Linked DNA regions of Mus musculus: region 1 is linked to region 2. A link is a contact called in public HiChIP or PLAC-seq data. All regions are on one chromosome and are shown on one strand. Each heading gives the region's core, a stretch centred on a gene start, on an enhancer-like site or on the middle of the called end of the contact. The rest is flanking DNA. Distances are from core to core; before and after follow the strand shown.

Region 1 (6,693 bases), core at 1,737-4,236, 440 kb before region 2:
TACAATTCTGTGACCACGTGATGGTGTACATGTTTAATCCCAGCATTTAGAAGGCAGCATCAGCAGGCAGATCTCTTTGAAATTGAAGCCAGCCTGGTCTGCACAGCAAGTTTCAGGGCTCCAGGGCTACACTGTGAGATCGCACTCGAGGGGGATGGGGGTAAGCATGGCTACAGCATATGGGAAGCTGACAAGTGGAGACAGGAGTGCTGTGAGTTCTAGGCTATCCTGAGCTATATAGTAATGTGTGTTCTCAAAAACAAACTATACAATGGCAACGGTAATGAGATAAAATACTTCTAAGACTATTTCTAATTTCAAGATGATTTGATTTTTCACCTAGCAATCCTTTGATATTTATCTGAGCTCAACTAAATTAAAAGAGTAACAATTAATTGCACTCTAGTGGATCCGAAGGGGCGGGGGAGCTCCTAAACCTGATCTTTAGTGAGAGAATAATACCTTCCTTCTGCCTACCGTTCTTAACATAACAAAGGGCAAAAGCCAGCTTCTCAGGAAACGAGTGTATTCAATATTTTAAGAAGTTTCTCTTAGCTGAGGGCTTCTGTAGAAGGAACCAAGCTATAACTCTGATTGCAGAAGGGAGTCCCGTGACAACTGAAGTGTCAAGGTATAGTATCAAAGGTGAAGTTTGGAAACAATTCAAAAATAGATATAAAACAGCCTAGCAGTTTGATGCAATTTATGGAAAATTCATGTTATTAACTTTCATGAAGAGGAAACACACAGAGAGATAGATAGATGATATAGATGATAGATTATATAGATGGATAGATAAAATATTTAGATTTAAATACAATTTATATCTAAATAAGTAATCTAAGTAATACTTCTTAATCTAAGTAAGAATACATAGTGATTAAAATGCTATGTAGTTGTGATGGTTTGTATATCCTCGGACCAGGGAGTGGCACCATCTGGAGGTGTGGCCTTGTTGGAATAGGTGTGACCTGGTTGGAATGCGTGTGGGCATAAGATCCTCACCCTAGTTGCCTGGAAGTCAGTCTTCCACTAGCAGCCTTTGGATGAAGACATAGAACTCTCAGCTCCTCCTGCGCCATGCCTGCCTGGATACTGCCATGCTCCCACCTTGATGATAATGGACTGAACCTCCGATCCTGTAAGCCAGCCCCGATTAAATGTTGTTTTTTATAAGACTTGCCTTGGTCATGGTGTTTGTTCACAGCAGTAAAACCCTAACTAAGACAGTAGTTATTGCATACTAATAAATATGTATTTGAAACACAATTAAACAAAAATACATTTGATGCTCTACTACCAAATATCTTATAATCTTAACCTTATGTTAAGATTACATTCAAAATTCCCCAATTAATTTAAATTTGGGGGGTATAGTATGAGGTTGGTGTTAATACTAGGAACTGAACCTAAGATTGGTGGTAGTACTAAGGATTGAACCTAGAGCCTCATTCATACTCTACAATGATAGTACATCCCTAGAAAAATAGCCCATCTGAAATTGCTAATGTGTCTCTACAGGATGAGCACCCATCAGATCTAAACTGCTTTTATATGGGTCGTTGGCTGCTACCTGATTGTTAGAATATTTGTAACTTTACAAAGTTCTTGATATAATATTGCCTTTATTGCATAGGTCTGAGTCTGACTGTGTATGCCACACCATATTAACTACAGAGAAGAAATTGTTAATAAGGTTGAAGTACTCCAAAGTAAAGGCTTTGAGCCTACCTGGTTTTTCTAAGGCTTGTACAGTGTTGTTTTTTAGATTATCCAGTCTTTCTCCAATTTCCTCTGCTTCCACACTCAAATTAGCTTCTGGTTTCGGGGATCCTGCTCGTTCTGGTACTTTAGGTGGTTCTGCAACAGTTTCTGAAATAAAAATTGTGACTTAAATCGCTAGTCCTGTTGGGGGTGGGGCCGCATGCAAATGGGCTGACTTCACTCTCATTCGTCCTTCCCAGGACCTGCTGCGCTGCATGAGATGCCAATACACTAAAGTGTTCTGTGAGGTAGTTAATCACAAAGATAGCTTGACAGTAGTCAAAGAAAGAGGAAGTAGAGAAAATGAAAGTGAAAAGGGTTGAACCACGACAAAACAGAGAGAGATGATTTACTATAGCTTTAGAAAGGAAAAGAAATAAGAAAGCAACAACTGGAAGGCTGTATGTTCTTGCTGATGTGGACAGGTATTAAGCCACATATGCAAATAGGCTGGACCATCAAGCCCGTGTGAACAGCCTAGCTAGCTCAGAGACTGGGGGTGGGAGAACTCCTCTAGGTGCAGAGAGAGCCTTCCCCCGCCCCCTTTCCTTAGCTGAAGCAAGTGAAATTCCGCAAAGTTGCCAGCAAACCACTAAGTGTGTCTTCAACAGAAGAAAGGCTGCACACGTCACACTTTACACAGTTGTTTTTTAATTCAACAGAAGAAAGGCTGCACACGTGACACTTTACAGAGTTGTTTTTTAATTCAACAGAAGAAAGGCTGCACACGTGACACTTTACACAGTTGTTTTTTTAATTCAACAGAAGAAAGGCTGCACACGTGACACTTTACAGAGTTGTTTTTTAATCCCATCATTTGAAAAGAATTTTTAAGATTTTAATATATCATTTTTAATGTGTACAGGTGTTTTTGCTTTCATGCATGTATATACATCAAGTTTGGGACTTTTGACTTCAGAGGACAGAAGAGTGTATCAAATCCCTTAAAACTAGAGTTATGAGTGGTCTCAACGACCGAGTTTCATGGGTGCTTCAAACCGAAGCTGGGTCCTCTGTAAAAGCTGCAAGAGTTTTAATCACTGAGCCATCTCTCCAGCTTTTTGTAAAAGGTGTAACCTGAGAGAAGACAGCCCCCACCTGGGGCCACAAGGTCCAGGTAGGGACGAACCCAAGATAATCACCAGCCTGGCACTACTAGGGCAGACTGGAAGCTAGCCTGAGACAACCACCAGTCCTGTGCCAGAAAGGCTCAGGCAGGCAGACCACACCCAAGATGACCTCAGCCCAGGGCCACACTGCATGGGCAGGGAACAGCATTGCTGAGACAAGCCCAGACCCCGAGACACCCTGGGTGCCACTAAGAGGAGCATGTAAATGGTAGAGAAATGGAAGAGAAAGAGAAGCAGAAGGAGGTGAGCGCGAGGAGACAGAACCAGGAAATCAAGGGTAGTGAGGAAAAGCCTGATAAGAGTAGCCAGTGATGCCACCGAAGATCATGATGACATCCTTGCCTGTGCTACCACTGAGGGCCATGTCTGGGTCCATGGCCCTGCAGCAGCAGGGCTCTGTTTCCAGGTAAATACCCCTGGTCTGGGCTGCCACTCAGTGCCCTGTTGATGACTGAGGCTGTGCAGGACTGGCTGATCCCTCACCTGGGTATCATGGGATAGCTGGCCTTAAGGGATGTGAGGGCAGGTGAACTGATCCCTCCCACCACCCAGAAAGCACGGTAGAGCTGGGAGGAAGAGTTGTGCGTTAGCAGAGCATGAGAGCGGGAGAGAGGGCCCTGGCACTCATCTCTTGTGCGGTGACACTGATGAGGAAAAGATGCCCTCCTTCCCCTACCCCCCTTGCCCCTTGCTCTTACCACCTGCAACAGGCAGGAGAGCTGGCTCTGCCCTTATCAGCTACAGCATTCAGGAGAGCAGACCCTGCCCCTTGCCAGGGCAACACAGGAGAGCTGACACTGACGTTGGGCCAGTGACTCACTGCAATGAACATTTACAAGCAAAGAAGTATGGACAAAAGTGTAGACTGTGGGACACGCTGTGACACACCACAGCTTCCACAGTATGATTTTTTTTTTTCCTTTTCGGGGAGACTGCAAGGGGGGAGGACAGGAACGAGAGGACCAGGAAATGAGCGAGATTGGGGTACAGAATGTGAAATTCACAAAGAACCAATAAAAAGTTTTAAAAACAAAAAGTACAAGGCTGCAAGGAAACATCAAATTCAGGTTGTGGCATTTTAGTGTCAAAGATTAACCCTTAGGAAAAGAAGAAGCAAGCACCGGGCGGGGGTCAGGGGCTCGTCTACGTTCAGAAGCCAGAATCACCACACATGGGATACGTGGTTTAGGAAGGGTTTTATGGGAGGAGTCAAAAGGAATAGGAAAAGAAAATACAAATGACATTTTAGAGCAACTGGGAAACCTATGTGTGATGTGTGTGGGTGTGTCTGTCTGTCTGAGACCATGCACATACGATCTGTGTTGGTGTGCCTGCACACGGAGGCTGGGGAAGGATTTCTTGAGAAACCTGGACCTACGCTGGCAGTCAAGAAACCCCAGCAATGTTCCTGCCTCCGTATCTCGCAATGCTGGTTTACAAGCACAAGTGCAGCCATGCTCAGTTTCTTGCATGGATTTGGGGAATATGCATCAGGTCTTCATGCCTGCCAACAAGCATTCTTACCCTCTAACCCACAGAGTGATCTCCTTGGCACCACCAACTGGGAAATCTTAAATATGTACAAAGTATTCAATATTAGATATTTCTATTATATCTTGTCTTGGTTATAATAATATGATTCTCCTTGGGGCTGGAGAGATGGATCAGCAGTTAAGAGCACTGACTGCTCTTCCAGAGGTCCTGAGTTCAATTCCCAGCAACCACATGGTGGCTCACAACCATCTGTAATGGGACCTGATGCCCTCTTCTGATGTGTCTGAAGACAGCGACAGTGCACTCATATACATTAAATAAATAAATATTTCACAAAAGAAAGAAAGAAAGAAAGAAAGAAAGAAAGAAAGAAAGAAAGAAAGAAAACATCATTATCTTTGGGATTGCTAAACCACTCACTCTAAAATGATTCAAAAGAAACAAGGGAAGCTGGCAACTGACAGACATAAGTCACAGTGAGTGGGTGCTCTTTCTGCTCTGTTCCTTTCTCTATATGTGTACAATGTTTTAACAACAAAGAGCTCAAACATACAACCAATTAAACTCCTGAGACGGTAACATGAGCCTTTAAAACCACTCACAGAGTATTTTTTAGATCATTAATCATCTGACGCCATAAATAAATGCATACATAGCACTAGGATAAGAAACATCTATCATTAATTGAAGCATTATTTATTTATAATAACCAAGACAGGGACACAGCTTCAGTGAATACTTAGCATAAATACATAAATGAAATGCACATATACAAACAATAAATATTATTGATCCTTTAAAAGGAAGTCTAATAGGTTGCTAGGCATGGATGGTGTGGAGGATACCACGTGAAGTACAGTTCGCTCAGGGGAGAAGGACATACACTGCATGGGTCTACCCTTCATCCTTTCTGCAGAGTCAAACTCAAAGAAACAGTTAAATGACAGCCCCCAAGAAAAAGAGACTGAAGTTAGTGACTTGAAGTTTCAAAGACAAAACAGGGAAGTTCTACAGATAGGCTAGTCAATAATGTACACACACAGCATCCAAGAACACTCAACAATTGTGAAGGGTAATTTTTTGTTTTGTTTTCTTTGGTTTGGTTTTGTTTTTCAAGACAAGATCTCTCTATACAGCCCTGGCAACTCCTGGAACTCACTCTGTAGACCAGGCTGGCCTCAAACTCGAAAGATGTACCTGCCTCTGTCTCTCAGGGCTGGGATTAAAGGTATATGCCACCATGTCTAGCTTGATTTCCTTTTGAAGACAGGGTCTCACTATGTAACTCTTGCTAGTCTAGAACTTGCTATGTAGACCATGCTTGCCTTGAACTCATAGTGACCCACCTGTCTCTTAATGCTAAGCTCAAAAGCATGGACCCCACACAGTGTGTAAAGAGTACTCTAGGCTGTCACCTTGATGCGATTTAGAACAACTAAGAAAGGAATCTCTAGCCAAGTGGTGGTGGCACATGTCTTTAATTCCAATACAGGGGAAGCAGAAACAGGCAGATCTCTGTGAGGTCCACAGAGAAAACCCTTTACAAACAAAACAAAACAAAACAAAACAAAACAAAACAACAACAAAAGGAATCTCTGGTTATTCATCTAGTGTGAGTAAACCCATTCCTTCCTTTCTAAAACTGTTTCTTGGTGTGTAATGAGAAAAACAACTAATATAATTTTTTTTTCTTTTGAGATTTATTTATTTTATGTGTATAAGTGATTTGTGTGCCTGCCTGGTGCCTAGAGGTCAGAAAAGAACACTCTGATGCCTTGGAGCTTAAATGTGTTTGTTTACTCTTTGAGACAATGCCTCACTATTTTACCCTGGCTGGTGTGGAACTTGCTATGTAGACCAGGGTGGACTTGATTTGCCCAGAGATTTGCCGAGCTCCGTCTCCTGAGTGTTTGGATTAAAGCTGTGCATCACCATGCCTGGTAAAAGTGGAGTTAATCATAGTTTCTTTTCTAATGCCGATTAGAGGGACTGGAGAGATGGCTCAGTAGTTCAGCACACTGGCTGCTCTTCCAGAGGATCTGGGTTTCATTTCTACCTCTCACATGGCAACTTAAAACTGTAACTCCTGTTCCAAGAATCTGACGCCCTCCCTCTTCTGACCTCCACAGGCACCTGGCATACATGTGATGCACAGACAAACATGCAAACAAAAATACTCATACAAAGAAAATTAAAAAAAAAAAAATTCTAAAATGCCAATCAGAGCTCCTGAGAAAGCAGAGGAACACGCACCATCAGAATGTACTAACACAGCAGTGTGACTGTGTGCCATGAAGACCCAAAT
Region 2 (6,389 bases), core at 2,306-4,805:
ATTCTAGCTGAATATGATGGCTTTTCTCTAAACCATCTGATTCCGTGTGTATGCAGAAGCATTGTGCGACTTCGTGTGCTCAGAAACTAGCTTACAAATGGCAAGGGATGCACAGTCTAAGGCGCTTTCCATTCTTGCACCTATAGCTTTGATTCTGTGTATCCCACAAGGCATACTCTACTGGAGAGATTTGCCTGTGGAGTCAGTTTATCTTTACCTGCTTTAAGTGTGATGCACAGGAGCAAGTGTTAACTGCAGCGATTAAAAACAAATCACTGTTCTTTGCAATAAGACACATATCTTAAGAAATTCGGCACGAGAAAAGGTAAACTTGAATGTACAGCAAGCCATAAATAAGATGTACATGCTTCATAGAACCTATTCATTCATTGCTGAGGGGCAGGGACTGATGTGTGTCAGAACATCCACAGCAGAAAGCTTATTAGATGCCACGTACAGAAATGTACAGAAGCAGCTATGTTTTAGAGGACCATTAGCGGTCTGTGAGTTCTTTTAATTACAAAACAGTTTTGAATAAAGAAGTTTTTTTTTCTGAGTTTAAAATTTTCAGTTAACTCTGATATAGCATACAATATCTATGGTACTAAAAGTAGGTCTAAATATTAGGATATATAGCAACCGTAACCTGCTGTTTAAAATGAAACCGCAAAGGTTCACCTTAAAAGTTCTTAAGGACTTTACTCATCAAAGCAACCCACAGTTGGGTGTATATCTAGGGACTCTTGTTTGGTAAGTGCTGGAGGCACTGTCTCTTGGATAAAAGAACCGAAAAGCAAAAACTCTAGCAAATAAATAAAAAAATTCCCTTAAAGAGGTCTTGTCAAAACAGATCATAACATTTCTATTTTACTGGGCACCATTAAGATCGCATGTATCCCACAGACCATAACAAAGGAAATCCGGCCTCAGTGCACACGAGTGTGGGCTCAGTGCATGCAACAGCCAGAAAATCACAGCACAATGGAATGTGTAGTTTTCCAGCATCTCTCTTTGTCCCACCAATTACAGGCTGACACTTGCTCTAATACCAAACTCCAAAAGTCCATATTTTAGGAAAAGACTAATAAGCATCTCTGAAGGGAGTAAATATAAACATAGACCTTAATTCTGCCACCCCAAAGTGGATCTATCTTGATAACCAGTTTTGGGGCAGTGCGACCTCTGTTGTCACTTTCTGGGCAAACGAATTTGTGGGAATTAGATTTCATGTTTAATTTGTTCACCGCTGGGATCTCTATGCCTCAAAGTAGCTAGTGAATATCTGTGAATAGATAAGTGAACCTTTCAATCGAGGATGCTCAAATTGCTTCCTTCTGCTGAGGTCCCTTCTGGGTTCCAAGTGTTTAAATTAAGCATCTACTGGACATTCTATCCAGACATCTCTCAGGTAGCCTCAGATCCAATACAGCCAAAGTATTCATCTTTCTATGTTTTGGTGGCATCCTTACTCTGGCTTTATACAATTATCTAACCCCTTGTGTCCACACATTGATTCAGCTTCCAGTCTACACTGTTGCACTCTGCATGTTTCCCCATTCCTGTGATCAAGGTGAGGGCAAACCCAGTTCTCACCACTATGACAGAGAGTCTTCAAACCATCTCTTGTCTACTATCCATTTATTCATGTTGGTATCCTCAAGAATCCATTCTCTAATCTGAAGCAAGAACCCTCTCAATGTTGGGCAGATCTGACCATTCATTCTCTTAAGACATATTTACTGAGTGGCTAGCATGTGCCAGGTGCTGTAGTAGATCTGTGGTCCCTAATTTCAGAGAGTCTGCAGTTCAGCAATAGAGACAGCTAAAACCATTTAACATAGATTAATAGAAAAAAAAAAAGCATAGACAGTCTAAGTGACAGGAAGTGAACTCACAGCAAGAGCATCAGGGAGGATGGTGAGGGAAAATCTTTCCTAAGAGATGCTCTCTGAAACATATTGGGAAGACAACTGGGACAGAAAGCAGATGAGCTCGTTGGCAGACTAGCAAAGGCTTGGAGGTAGGAGGGTGGCAGGTGCAGAAGACGCCGAGATAACATCTGATGTATTCAGCGGCCTATCAGGAACCTTGTAGGAGTCCCACATGTGCAGCAGCAACTCCTCTGGTGGGCTTGTCATTCCTCATCTGTCCCTGAGGACCAAGCTCTCCTGACACCTCTACCAAAGTCCGCCCTAACTGACCTCACTTCTGGAAGGACTCCTTTCTCTGTTTGTAACACTGACCCGATGTACTGTGCATGGCTCTAACACAGTAGCTGGCACACAAGATGGTGAGCCCTCTTTGCTCATGTTGAGCATGCCTCCTTTTGAGCTGGCAGAGTCTGTTCTGTGTCACTGTTGCTCTGGCTCGAGGGAAGATACTTGGCAAGCATGAAGTACTCCAGAGAGACCCTGAGTGAGCAGAACGCAAAGCGGCCTCGTTTTTTTTGAATAAAAACAGTTACAGAACGTGTTTGTTTCTCAAATGTTTTGTAATAGGGTTGAAATAAACCAAGCCCTAGAAACTAAATCATCCAAAGAAAGTCAAGCCGTCCACATTTATCCCTTCCAAATTGAACAGAATCAGCACAGAAAAAAAAAATCAATGTGGCTTCTGCTGGAGGGGATATCGTCGGTCTCTCTGCTAAGAAATGCCTGTGTATGTGCTATGGTTTCCACTCTAGTCCACTGTCTGGGACAGCAACAAAAAGGAGAGTCAGAGAGTGGAATTATGCAATGGACACTGACACCTACCCCTAAGAAATCCAGTCTCAGACTTAAACAAGGATCGTGATGGCTGAGAACATCACTACGAAGATAATTCCACCTTCTATCAGCAGCCTCTGTCTCCGGGTGAAGCAGAAGGTGAGTGTGTGAATGAATGCCTCAAAGTTAGACCATGAAAACAAAGAGCACTGAATATTTCATGAGCTCTCATGGTAGCAGCTCCTCCCAGCATAACTGAATTATCAGACGGGTTTTATTTATAATCTGTCCCCGACAGACATATGATTGGGCAAATGCAGCGATCAGACAGGATGCCCCTAGAATGATGGAGGAAAGTGAGATGGTGGGCATAGTTATGACGCAACCCAAGAAGCTGAACCTCATGTCCTCACACACACTGAGTCAAGGAAATGACGATGGCTGCTTGGCTTTATTGGAAGATGAAGAAGGGGTAGAAACAAAACACAGAGTTAAGTGTTAGTGGTTCAAAATTCAGATGTTATTAACATTGGAGAGCTCTGTAAACTCTGGAACTGAGTAAGTTCAGTCAAACTGAGAAAGGCTTTGAGGTTTCTATTTTGAACAGGGCCTCTTAGAAACAACTGGAAAACACAGACTTCTGTAAAGTACAGATGCATGCAGCAGTATGCTGTTAAGTGATCTGACTCAAAGTCCTGAGCTGAGTTCAGAACTGTATAGGAGACTTGAATAGAGCAGGTCTCTTTCCTTTTTATATTTTATGACTAAAGAGTTCCTGTACCCTTGTTCAGTGACTTCACAAGTACAGCATCGGTTTCATAGACCCGGGAGTCAGCCATTCTCGGTGTAAGGGGAGGGGCCTTTCTGGAGAGGCTGAATGTAAAGAGAAATTCTTTGATGGCTTCTTAGAAGCAGTGGTTCTTTTACCTCAAAGATGTTAGCAATGATTTCAGAAAATACCTTTCTCTGGAAACCAAATCTTATCTTACAAGAGGACTGAACATCTACCTACCTTTGAATGTTAAGGCAGGGCAAGAAAAGCTAGATATGCTGGGATGTGGCAACCTTGCTGAACTGCCCAGTGGATGGGGAAGAGAGCCAGAGACATGTCATTTTTGAGGGCTGGCCATCAGAGGAAGCTGACTGTCTCCACACAGGGAAGTCTGTATCGGAGGATACAGTCGAGACTGCATATGAGACTAGGTGTTTCTCAAGTTCAGATACCAAGGCCCTCCCTGTCCTGAATCATTAGGTCTCGTCTGGTTATGGATGTAAGTTGACTGCGCACTTCATTGACATCATCTCTGAACTCTATCAATAATCCAGAATGTCATTGTTGTAGCTTACGAACTTGGATCGTCAGAAGGCCCAGCACAACTCCCTTCTATCTATGCCCTATTTGTTCAATGACTTAGATAGCCTTACTTAGTGGGCTTCTATTGCCGCATGTAAATTACTATATTATTACTGACATAGTAATAGCTGTTTCTGTACTCAATTTGGGTATCTCAGAAAACAGGTCTTTATGGAGTTAAATGGAGGTGTTTACTTCTATGGCTTCAAGTAAGGCCAGATTTTAACCTTAGCATAATTTATATTATGACATATTTCATATGGCAAGTTGTTTGATAACTAAATTATTTGCCATTTATTGGAGAAATTTGTGATATTTCTGATTTCTGGAATAATTCCTTGTATTAAAAATATGAAGAATTCACTTATCTATCTGTAAGGACACAGAAAAGATATTACACATTATTTTCCATTGAAAGTAACCTAGTTGAAACAAACCAAAGCATATTCTAGTTGCTATAGTAACTTTGCATGTACCCAAGCCATAACTACTGACTTTTCTCTTCTGAATTCAAAATATCAGAAATTAGGGCTCATAGACTAGTCCCAGTCTGTAAACATCTGCTTCACTAGCAATGTTCTGACTTTTGTCATATTTTAGATGGGACGATTGTACTTGGACATGAGCTTTTAGATTTACCACATCCCCCTAGACTTTTCTACTATACATATCTGCTCAGACATATAGAGGCTGTAAGGTCTTGTAGGTATAAGTATTTGTGATGCCTGCTAAGTGTCAACTTCCTATTTGATTACTAGCATAGTAGAGGAAGGACAGTGTATGACAGTCAGGTTCCATCTAAATAAAAGCCACCATTACTTTGTGATTTGAGAATATATATTAGAGTCCTTAGCCACATGGTTAAAGCCTCTCAGAGAATCTTCTTTAGGCATTAGTTTCCAATATGTCCCAAACATACACTCTCTTTGTTGTGGGCAAAAGTGCCTTGCCTGCTACTCCTGTTGTGTTCTAGTCTCCATATTGGGGTTCCTATCAGTGTTCCCCAAAATGTGTTATGAAGAACAGCCCTCTGAAATGTTCTATCAGAAGTAAAAACAATGACCAAATATCTATAAACCAAAAGGTTGCCCAGAAAACTGAAGGTGGAAAACACTATTAAATTCCCAAGGACCATTTGCAACCTCAAGTCTCTGGTTCTGCAATAAACGCCCTTCTTAAGCTTTAGCTTTCTCTCTCCCGGTGATCTGGCAGGGTGGGCTTTCTTCGGGGCAGATGTTTGTCTCTAAGTCCACCACTCCTCTTCATCTCTCCCTCACACAGGCCATGTGCTAAGGGGGTCCTGGAACCTGACTGAACGTTGTCACTGCAGGACTGAAGGACACTGCACACTTTGCAATCACTTTACCGTGTCTACATTAGGAAGATGGGTTCAGCAAGACACAGCTATTACAAAGCAAGGGCCCTATCTGAAGAATATTTCTGTAGTTCCTCTGTGGGTAGTACTCAATTTTATCAAAAGTGTATAATCTGTCTAGTATTTGCCATGTTTGGTACTTTGTTGGAGACTAATTTTAAGATACATAATATTGCAACTGTGTGCTTGGAAATATTATGATTTTGGTGGAAGTAAAAGCTGAAAATTTGAGATATTCAAAGATTTTTCCTAAGATCATTGAGACGGTGGGAGAGTTGGAGAAGAATGTGTATTGTTAATTTTCTCTACATAGTATTTTCTTTTTAAATCGATCACAGGTAACACATTACTAACTTCTGTATTAACTATTAGTGGCATTTAGTAAACTAAAGTTAATTGGCTGAGGATTTCAGATAGACTTTATTGTCTGAATTCAAGGACTATATTTATTAGCAAAAAATCTAAAATTCAGAGTAACTTTTTAACTTATTGGTATGTTTGTGAATATTTGACGCATGACATCATGGATGACCCTAGAAACAGAAGAAAACACCAAGGCCAAGTGGAGTGACCAATACTATGTTTTGACAAGGATATTTAGATTAATAAAAGCCAAGTGCTTTTAAAACAGTCCATTAAGTATGTGTTTCTTCTCCTTAAATTTCAAAACACCTCAATGTTGCCCTTTTGTAAAGACAGAATAAATCTCTGTCTTCCATCCTGCCACCCATTCCAGGCTGAAAACACTTCCATCCATTGTTTGTTTGTTTTTATGATAGTAAATTAACTTCCCTGTCTTCCCTAAACATTTAGACCACAACATAAATGAGTGTTTTTCAAGTGAAAACTTGTTTAAGAGCAGAGAAATATTAACTTTTGGGATTATGTTTTCAAATATGCCATTGAAATGTAAACAAATGGAGAACAATTCACGTCAACTAAGTCAAGCCACTAT

What was found. HiChIP or PLAC-seq counts read pairs in DNA pulled down with a chosen protein or histone mark.
Region 1: an H3K27ac HiChIP or PLAC-seq map of regulatory T cell precursor shows a contact between it and region 2, with 4 times the contacts expected there. The contact joins two enhancer-like sites. A contact is called at or near these places in 3 of 484 Hi-C or Micro-C datasets (the N1E-115 cell line, myocytes and uterus), 4 of 115 datasets of contacts at active chromatin or transcription factors (astrocytes, double positive thymocytes, large pre-B cells and 1 more) and 1 of 9 other capture datasets (pancreatic islet).

Annotation. Positions count from the first base shown.
Region 1 is chr4:98,432,509-98,439,201 of GRCm38.p6, reverse strand. It overlaps Patj (PATJ, crumbs cell polarity complex component), which reads right to left. Exons shown (of 44, transcript NM_172696.2): 12 at 1,732-1,872. Among named protein-coding and RNA genes, the nearest start is that of Patj, 40 kb to the right of the region's middle. Within about 2 kb of position 2,986, at least 153 of the 459 cell types and tissues checked have an H3K27ac peak or open chromatin away from gene starts, as enhancers often do. A contact at or near this core is called in regulatory T cell precursor and uterus, where this site is marked.
Region 2 is chr4:97,993,262-97,999,650 of GRCm38.p6, reverse strand. All of the region lies in intron 3 of Nfia (nuclear factor I/A), which reads right to left. Among named protein-coding and RNA genes, the nearest start is that of Gm34218, 27 kb to the left of the region's middle. Within about 2 kb of position 3,555, at least 47 of the 459 cell types and tissues checked have an H3K27ac peak or open chromatin away from gene starts, as enhancers often do. A contact at or near this core is called in regulatory T cell precursor and uterus, where this site is marked.